2 separate regions of the Sus scrofa genome follow, and region 1 is linked to region 2. The links are chromatin contacts, called in public Hi-C maps. All regions are on one chromosome and are shown on one strand. The core of a region is the stretch at or near the end of the contact, and the rest is flanking DNA. Distances in the headings are between cores, read along the strand shown. Region 1 overlaps RABEP1 (rab GTPase-binding effector protein 1). Region 2 overlaps NUP88 (nuclear pore complex protein Nup88).

What was found. A called contact is a pair of places that touch in the nucleus more often than the background predicts.
Region 1: a Hi-C map of mesenteric adipose tissue shows a contact between it and region 2, with 2.3 times the contacts expected there. The contact joins two enhancer-like sites. A contact is called at or near these places in 2 of 5 promoter capture datasets (fetal liver and fetal skeletal muscle), 29 of 47 Hi-C or Micro-C datasets (adipose tissue, alveolar macrophages, blood and 15 more) and 2 of 2 datasets of contacts at active chromatin or transcription factors (alveolar macrophages and skeletal muscle).

Annotation. Positions count from the first base shown.
Region 1 is chr12:51,747,369-51,751,954 of Sscrofa11.1, forward strand. The region is part of intron 2 of RABEP1 (rab GTPase-binding effector protein 1); the gene reads right to left. Among named protein-coding and RNA genes, the nearest start is that of SCIMP, 23 kb to the right of the region's middle. Within about 2 kb of position 2,858, at least 44 of the 83 cell types and tissues checked have an H3K27ac peak or open chromatin away from gene starts, as enhancers often do. A contact at or near this core is called in mesenteric adipose tissue and omental adipose tissue, where this site is marked.
Region 2 is chr12:51,596,904-51,601,739 of Sscrofa11.1, forward strand. It overlaps NUP88 (nuclear pore complex protein Nup88), which reads left to right. Exons shown (of 17, transcript XM_021067743.1): 10 at 1,393-1,494; 11 at 2,831-2,989; 12 at 3,257-3,382; 13 at 3,486-3,551; 14 at 3,664-3,744; 15 at 3,995-4,121; 16 at 4,284-4,402; 17 at 4,831-4,836. Among named protein-coding and RNA genes, the nearest start is that of NUP88, 37 kb to the left of the region's middle. Within about 2 kb of position 3,113, at least 9 of the 83 cell types and tissues checked have an H3K27ac peak or open chromatin away from gene starts, as enhancers often do. A contact at or near this core is called in mesenteric adipose tissue and omental adipose tissue, where this site is marked.

The DNA.
Region 1 (4,586 bases), core at 1,608-4,107, 150 kb after region 2:
GGAACTCCCCCCCCCCTTTTTTTTTTGAGGCATGCAGAAGTTCCCAGGCCAGGAATCGAACCCGTGCCACTGCAGTGACAAATGCTGGGTCCCCAACCTGCTGAGCCGCCAGGGACCTCCCAGTGTTTGGGTCTGAACAACCAATGATACAGTTCCTCTTACTTGAGGGCCACAGTGAGGGATGTGGGTATTTTCTCAATGCAGTGAGAAGCCACTGGAGGGTTGTAGGCAGGAGAATCAAGGATCCCTGGAGGGACTGGATGCTTCCTGTGGGCTCATCAGAGCTTTCTCCGCTTCTGAAATAAGACAGAGCAGTTGCCATGGACCTGGCTTCCCTCTCCAGGGATCTCCAAGCTGATCTGCCCGAATGTATCTTTGAATCAAACCTAAAAAGTTTGAAATACATCACACGTGGCCAACATACCACGCAGCCTGGCACTGGCCTCCTGGTGTGTAGATTTCCGACCCCACAAGTCGGGCAGGATGTACCAGGTGTCCTGATAGAATCGGGGAGGCCCACCTGCAGCTGCTGGGGGGTGAGGGGGCGGGGGCACAGTGGCAACTGCAATCCTTGCTTTTAGCCTGTTGCGATGTGTTCCAGTTTAAGAGGGCCCAGAGAAACATCTTTTCTGAGTCTACTATCCAGTTTACTCTTAACCAGCCCTCCATGACTGGACACGTGCCTTGCAAAGATACACAGATTGAAGAAAAATTATTAAAGCCACTTCAAGCCCCAAACAAGGAAGTAGTAAAGCCGGAGCCTCTCCTGGTGGAAGTCCTTCTACAGCCAGGTTATGATAAGAAGACATTGACGCACTAATTAGATCTGACAAATCAGCAAGAGAACAAGAGAGAGAAATGATCAAAAAGAATGTTTGAACTACATGCTTTTTTTGTTTGTTTTTTGGTCTTTTTAGGGCCGCTCCCGTGGCACATGGAGGTTCCCAGGCTAGGGGTCGAATCGGAGCTGTAGCCGCCAGCCTACACCACAGCCACAGCAACGCGGGATCGGAGCCACATCTGCGATCTACATCACAGCCCACAGCAACGCCGGATCCTTAACCCACTGAGCAAGGCCAGGGATCGAACCTGCAACCTCAGGGTTCCTAGTCGGCTTGGTTTCTACTGCGCCACGACGGGAACTCCTGAAATACATGCTTCTACCCATGATCATTCATGTTGCCTTTGACCCTGAGTCTGTTCTGAGAAAATAATGGTAAGTGAGTAATTACGAGCCATAGTAATAATAGGAATAACTGGTAGCGTGTGCTCAAAAGCGTGTTGTTGTCAATAGTAGAATCACCTAAGTCTGGAGATCATTTGCTGAGAGCAAATCTCCCAGTGGATCCTACTCCGCCAGCACACCATCGAACCCAGGGCAGGTGCTCAAAAACTATGTGTGCAAAAATATCTGATGGTGGAGCATCAAACTCCCCCCCACCCCCACCCTCGCCTGCGACACTGAACCTGGGCTGCAGTAGTGAAGGCGCCAAGTTCCCACCGGGGAACTCCCTCAGGCTGTCTCCTCTTCCTCTCGCGCCAAGTGCCCAGCTCAGGCCTGGCCTCTGACCCCCTGGGATGCCTGCCTCCCCTCCTTGCTGATTTCCCCACATCCCACCCTGCTTACCTCCATCCCCCTCTGCCGCTGAGTGATCTTCCAACAGGCCTAAGACCGTCAGTGGCCCCCCGCTGCGAGCTGGATACAACCCCCGTTTCTCAGCCAGATGTACAAGGCCTTCAAGAACAGTGTCCAGCCTTGCCTCACCTCGTCCCCATCCTCTAGCCCATCTCACCAAGTGCCCAGGAGCCAAACTACTTCGAGTTCCTTGAAAGTATCTTCAAGGCCATTGGTCTCACCTGCCGGTCTGTCTAGATTTATTCCTTCTAACCCTTTCAACTTGAGTCTAGACAGGATCTCTTCCAGCAAACCTTCCCTGACTCATCACCTCCCTGGTCTGAGCTGAAGACCAGCTCCTTAGGGCCCCTATCAGAGCGTCAGCAACTTCTGGCTCTGTGTTTTGCTCTCCACTCCTTGAAAGTAGGAAGTGGGTCTATAGCCAGGGCTTCCATGTAGAGGCTGCAGGGATGACTGGAAGAAAGAATGAAACTCTTGGTTTGGGCAGGGCGTTCAGGCACAGGTTTCTCATTAGGATGTCAAGCAAAGGCTCCCTGCAGATTCCTTCTGGGGAGGGCGAAACTTGCAGGAATCCATCCCTAAGGGATGTGAGTCACTCTGCAAGGCTCTTAATCTTGCCTGTCGCTTTGGGTTTGGCCCTCCTCTTTTCGCTGGACCATGCTGTCTTCTACACACACTCATGCGCTCTCTCTCCCTGTCATCAGATTGCAAACTTGGGCTCCAAGCGCCCTCTGTGCAGCTAGGGTCTGGATCTGCACGCGTGGGGAAGGCGCATGTCCTGGTCTTTTGCCCTGAACACACACAGGAAGTCAGCCAGCCAGGCAGCCAGCCACAGTTATATTTAGATGTCTGTCACCTGATGGGGTCCTCCATTAATCAGGGCACAGTGGCAGCTGTGGTATTTCGGGAGTAAACTGAGGTGGGACCAGGGGTAGTGAGGAACGGGGCAGGAAGCCTGGGCATTGACTCCAGGCTCATTTAGGCAAGACCAAGGGCAGGGGTGAAAACGCACAGCTTACAGGAAAGCTGGAGAGATGGAGGTCAGACTCAAGGAGATCTGGGACTTGAGGGGAATCAGTGCCTGGCTTGGGGCTGGGGGAGGTGGTGCCTGGGAGATTAGAAGGAAGAATGGCTCAGCTCTTCTGGCCCCTTCCCTGCCCCGGAGGCTGGTCGGGGGCAGGATCTTGGGCCCCTTCCTGCCGGGTGAGCTGTGGCTGAGTGAGTAGCTCTCTGACAGGCAGTAACGCCCAGCCGCAGTCAGCAGTGAAAGCTGCGGTCAGCTGATCCCATCCACAAGGGAGAAATGAGAAAGAAGCACACATGCAGGATTTTTTTTTTTTTTTTAGGGCTGCACCTGTGGCATATGGACGTTCCCAGGCTAGGGGTCAAATCAGAGCTACAACTGCCAGCCTACACCACAGCCACAGCCACACAAGATCTGAGCCATGTCTGCGACCTACACTTCAGCTCTTCACAATGCCAGATTCTTAACCCACTGAGCCGAGGCCAGGGATCGAACCCGCATCCTCATGGATACTACTCAGATTCGTTACCGCTGAGTCATAGCGGGAACTCCCATGAAGGATTTTTTTTTTTTTTTCCAATCCCCAAAGGCCTTTCTTGCCTCAGATTTGGTTTATTAAATGACTGCCCTGGGAGCCAGGGATGGGCCCTAAATCACCATTGAGCCGGTTGCTTTTCCTTCCTTTCATCTCTAGAATCCATCCCCACCCCCCTGGAGGGCGTGTTGCAAGGATCTCTTGCTCTGGCCTTGCCCCTCCAGGCTATTCCAGACGCTGCCCAAAACAGTTGGCTTCCCACAGCCAAATAAATACAAGGAAAACATAGCAGAGGGATCCATTGTCACTGAAAATATGTAGTTTTCTAGATAGTCAAGTACGTTTAGATCTGGTGGACACACCGTTCTCTGGGAAGTCCCCTTTGGTGACACTGACTGCACAATGTCGTCATTGCCTGGAAATAAAAATGGTTGACACTGGAGTTCCCTGGTGGCTCAGTGGGTTAAGGATCTGGTGTTTTCTGCCATGGTTCGGGTTGCTGCTGTGGCATGGGTTCGATCCCTGGCCTGGGAACTTCCACATTCCCTGGGCACAGCTAAAACATGTACTAGTGTTGCCACAAGCACCCAGTGCTGCCCCTCACATCAGGGTCACCCATGCCCCTCAGTCTGGCTTTCAAAGTCATAGGGAGCTCCCTGGTGGTCTAGTGGTTAGGACTCGGCACTTTCACACCACAGCCCGGGTTCAATCTCTGGTCTGGGAACTGAGATCCCACATCAAGCAGCTGCTTGCAGTGGCAAGAAAAAGAACAAAATAAAAAAATAAATAAAAAGCCCCAAAGTCCTCCATGTCTGACATCTAGGCTTCCCACCAGACTTTTTTTTACCAACAGCTTTCCTGAGGTATTAGTGACATAAAATAAAAGAAACTGTACATATTTAGTGTGTCCCACGCGGTAAGTGCTGACACGTACTCAAATACACACATACCCCGGAAACCAACGCCACCAAGTTGTGCCCCTGTTTATCACCCCCCAAATTTCCCCATGGCCTCTCGTCATCCCTTCTTCCCAGTTCTCCCCTTCCCACTCCCTCAAAACTTCCAGTACTCGCTCTGGCGCTGTGGAGCAGTTTGCAAAGGCTGGGGCCGGGGCGGAGGGGACGTGTCTCGTGCAGAAACAGACTCACAGAGGACACGCTCCTTTCCGTCGGGCTCCTTCCACTGGGCACAACTAGCTGAGCGCGAGTCAACAGTGCACTTCTCTTTGGTGCTGTGTTTAACATTTTCCATTGTATGAACGTACTGCAATTTGTTTCTTCATTTACCTGTGGACAAACATACATTTAGATGGCCCCCAGTTTGGGGTGCTTTGGGTTTTTGGTCTTTTTTTTTTTTTTTTTTTTTTTGCTTTTTATGGCTGCGCCTGTGGC
Region 2 (4,836 bases), core at 1,863-4,362:
GCTTTGATCAGGGGGGTCACAAGCGAGATCTTAGGTCCCCGCACTGTTCTCATTCTCCACCTGGACAGTGGTGACAGGATGTGTATGGGAACCCCCCTGTAGGTAGATCTCACACCAAAAATATAAAAAATGTAACCTCCTGGGAGTTCCCAATGTGGCCCAGCAGTAATGAACCCAGCTAGTATCAATGAGGATATGGGTTCTATCCCCGGGTTAAGGATCCTGCGTTGCTATGGCTGTGGGGTAAGCCGGCAGCTTACAGGTCTGATTCAGCCCCTAGCCTGAGAGCCTCCATATGCCATGGGTGCGGCCCTAAAAAGCCAAAAAAAAAAAAAAAAAAACCACCCTCCCCTCTGTAAATAAAAGTGAATGAGAGACGTGGAGGGACCGTGCTGCAGGCTACTGTTGACAGACTGCTGGTTCTAAAGGGAAGGGAGAAGGACTAGGTCGGGGAGAGCTTGAAATGTCTGGTAGGGAGGCTTTGGGATGGAAGAGATGCGGGCTTGTTTATAAGCCCAGGGAAACTAGACAGTGGCGGGATCTCTTGGAGGAGGTGAGAGAGGGCATCGTCCTGGGGCAGAAAGGAGCTTGCGGGGAGGCGCGGGTGGGTGGGCTGGCCGGCCGGAAAGAGTTCTTGTCTGGGGCCCTCGGTTTTCAGTCTCTTCAGTGACCTGAGAACCAAGACGAGGAGGAGCAAGCTGTGCAGTAAGTCCTGTGACGTAGGGGTTGGCTCTGTTGAATTTCCTTTTTCTCATTTATTTTTCATCTTTGGCTTTGTTAAAATTTTTTTTTTAATGATTTATTTATTTATTTTGTCTTTTTGCCGATTCTTGGGCTGCTCCCTCGGCATATGGAGTTTCCCAGGCTAGGGGTTGAATTGGAGCTATAGCTGCCAGCCTACGCCAGAGCCACAGCAACGCTGGATCTGAGCGGCGTCTGCAACCTACACCACAGCTCACGGCAATGCCAGAACCTTGACCCACTGAGCAAGGGCAGGGATCGAACCTGCAACCTCATGGTTCCTAGTTGGATTTGTTAACCACTGCGCCACGACGGGAACTCCTCTGTTAAATTTTGAATGTGAGAAAGACACTAACGTCCCCTCGCCAGTTTCTGAGCCCTCAGTCTGGGTCGGGTGCTTGGCTCAGTGTACAGTGGCTTCATCATGTCCCTGTAACTGCTGAGGTGACAGCGAGCACCGTGAAGCTGTGGGTCCTTGGTGACACAAGTCACGTGACAGCTTTTTTCAGGTTTCCAAGTCAATGCCGTGAGGTGGCTGCACTCATCTTGTTTCCGAGGCAACAGTGAGCCTAGGCCTGAGGCCACAGCTTTGCTGTTGGAGCCACTGCTTTCACTACTTCCTGGTTTAACTGTGCCTGTGTGTTCTTCCAGGGAGCCAGCTCCGATTCGAGGATTCTGGATTGTTCCCGACATTCTGGGGCCGACGATGATCTGCATCACCAGTAACTACGAGTGCCTCACAAGGCCCCTGCTGTATGTCCCCCTTGTAACACTTGTTGACTCTGCCCAGTTTGGGCCGGGAAGATGCCCTCCGCAACTGACCTAAAGATACATGGTTCACACTGGCTTCTGATTGGAGGGTTGGAAGGGTGGTTATTTCTGTTGCTCCTGCCACCTCTGGAAGGGTTTATTTTAGGCCGAATTTCCAGCATCTCCTCTGGGAAGCCGAGAGTCAAGGCCTTTACTTCCAAGTGCAGAAAGAATACTAAAATTGAATACTGAACTCCGTTATCAATGAGTTAGAGTTAATTATTTCAAAATTTAACTATGTGCCAGGCTCAGAAGTAAGCCTGCATTGCCTCCTGTAATCAGAGCAACCCTTGTAAGGACAGCACTTGTCACCCTCATTTTGTAGAAGAGGCAACAGGCGAGAGGGAGGTGCCGAGGCCCCAGGTAACACGTGGACCTGGGCTGCAAATACAGGGCTTCCGACGTGAGAGTCCGTACTCTGACTCTCCGCTTCTCCATCTCTGCCAGCCTCTTGGGGCTGTCATAGACTGTGTTAACTCTGGAAGAAGGTGGAATAAACCGAACCCATAGGCCTTGTTCCTCTTGAGGAACCGTATTAAGCTATAAGACCATTTTTCAGCAGTCCTGGAAGGTCATCCTCTGGGTTTTATAAATGAAGAAATAGGAGTCTAACAAACCCCTGGAGTACTTACTGGAACACTCCCGCCGCTGTGTCTCGGTGTCAGCTGAAAGCATGTGCTTCTAGATATTAACATTGTTCCAAATTCTGGCATTAATTCACCCTCCTTAAAATTTCCAAACTCTTTGAAAAGTGACAAGTTATACAATTTGGAAAGGAAAATAATTATCAATTCTGTGCTATTTATGCTACAAGAAACTCAAAACCAGCAAGACTAAATGAAAGTATTAAAATCACTACAAAAAACTGCCTTTTGCCTCAACATGGTTTTTTAAAACTTCTCCTAACTCTTATAAAATAAGACCTAGTCATCCTAGGATACTTGAGGATAAAAACATAAATCCCAAAGGGGGGGAAAAACGTTTAAATATTCGTTATCTAGAAGTCATGTTTCTGCCAACTCCCTGAAATACAATTTGTCTATAAAGTAATGTTGCTGTTTTAACAAACTCCCAGATTTGAATTATTGCCCAGTCACCGACTTAGCATTCTGTTGAAGTTTGCAGTCTTTGATTCAAGCTTTCTGAAATTGCCAGTGAGTTTATTTGTAACACTTTGTAGTTTCTTATAGTCTCAGAATTCTGGATAAATGTAACTTATGCTCTTCTCTAATGCTGACAGCAAGTAACTCCATGGTAATAAACTTTATTTATTTTGCAGAAGCACAGTCCATTCAGCGTCTCCTCCCCTGCTTTGTACCCGAGATGATGTGGAGGTTGCAGAGTCTCCCCTCCGCATTCTGGCTGAAACCCCGGATTCTTTTGAAAAACATATTAGAAGCATTTTGCAACGTAGTGTTGCAAATCCAGCATTTCTGAAGTACGGGATTTGGGGCATTTAGGTGTTTAAAACTGGCTCCCTTCTGTTTTCATATACTGTTCATCCTCTCTGTCCTCAGCTTTTTCATTTCGTATACTTTTTACTGTGTTGAAGTTGGGAGAAAGGGCGTATGTAATTAGGAAGGGAGACTAGAGGTGTGGAGGCGCTGGAGAAGGATAATCAGGACAGGTTAAAAAGTGGCAATGTCTGAGTTTTCAGTTGTTTGACTCAGCTAAGGAAATGATGGTAGGATTTTTTTTTTAAAAGATCGTCTGAGAAAGATACGGCTCCTCCTCCTGAAGAATGTCTTCAGCTCATCAGCAGAGCCACCCAGGTGTTCAGGGAACAGTACATTCTTAAGCAGGACCTGGCGAAGGAGGAGATTCAGCGGAGGTAGGACGGCCTTTGTTCACTCACCGGTCAGGCTCTGGCTGGTGACTGACGCTGTATCACGGCCAAGACCGGCTTCTGATTAAATTGCCTTTTGTTCTTCAAGGGTCAAACTGTTATGTGACCAAAAAAGGAAACAACTCGAAGATCTCAGTTATTGTCGAGAGGAGAGGTACGTGCCAGAGCTCGGGGTGGGGAACAGCTGAGTCAGACTGGAACCGTATCTTGCTCTGAGATACAGAACCAGCTTAGTTGGCGTCACCATCCATTTTTTATGCCACTAGGAAAAGTCTACGGGAAATGGCTGAGCGCTTAGCTGACAAATACGAGGAAGCCAAAGAGAAACAAGAAGATATCATGAACAGGTCAGTGGGCTTGCCACGCTGAGTTCCCGAGCAGGCACCACGAGTGGTAAGTGCTCGGGTCCTGAGAGCGTGCGGTCCTCCCTCTGAAGTATCCTTGCGGGGGGTGGCGCGGTGGTGCTTCCCCCACACCCGTCCTATGGGGGCCTCCTTCAGAGACACCACGGTCCCGAATGAGGAGCTTTGGTCAGCATCATGTTCCTGCTAAGGAGCCACGATCTGAAGCCGAGATGTTTGCTCACCTTTTCTAAAGGATGAAGAAAGTACTTCACAGTTTTCACTCTCAGCTCCCAGTTCTCTCTGACAGTGAGAGAGACATGAAGAAAGAATTACAGCTGATACCTGATCAACTTCGGCATTTGGGCAATGCCATCCGACAGGTAGGGATGGACCCAAGGTGGCTACCTTTGGCACTTTTTAAATTGAAGTGTTCCTTTTACAGAAAACAATTTTATAAAATGTAAAAAGAATAGGCTCAAGTAGATACTATGAACATGTATGGCAAACCCTAGCTAAAGTATCTGTTCTCTTTAATACTTAAGGTTACCATGAAAAAAGACTATCAACAACGAAAGATGGAAAAGGTACTAAGTCCTCAAAAGCCCACCATCACTCTCAGTGCCTACCAGCGGAAGTGCATCCAGTCCATCCTAAAGGAGGAGTAAGTAGCACTACCGGCCAGCTGTCACTGCCGGGTACTTTTTCCCTTGCGACCTGCCAGAATCAGCCTTTCTTTTTGCCCAGTTCAGATCACTTGATATGTGCATGTCAAGTAAGTACGGGGACGGGAAGCATAAGATGGATAAGGACTTAGGAGAGGATGGTGGAAGGGTCAGAAAGGATGTCTGTCTTGTAGTAGAATTTGGGTGTGTGGTCCAGGCGTTCCCCAGTGAATGGGCTCCAAACTGCTTCTAGCAGCTGCACGACCGTACTTGCTGCTGCTGGCCTTCCGTGAATTACGTCCCTACCCGTCGGAAACCTTAAGCCAGTCATTTTAGCAGAGCACTTCTAAGCTATCTCAACATAAGAATCAATATTAATGGCTTATTCAGTGCTTTCCCCAAAGCGAGTAACGTTATGATTTTACAGGGGTGA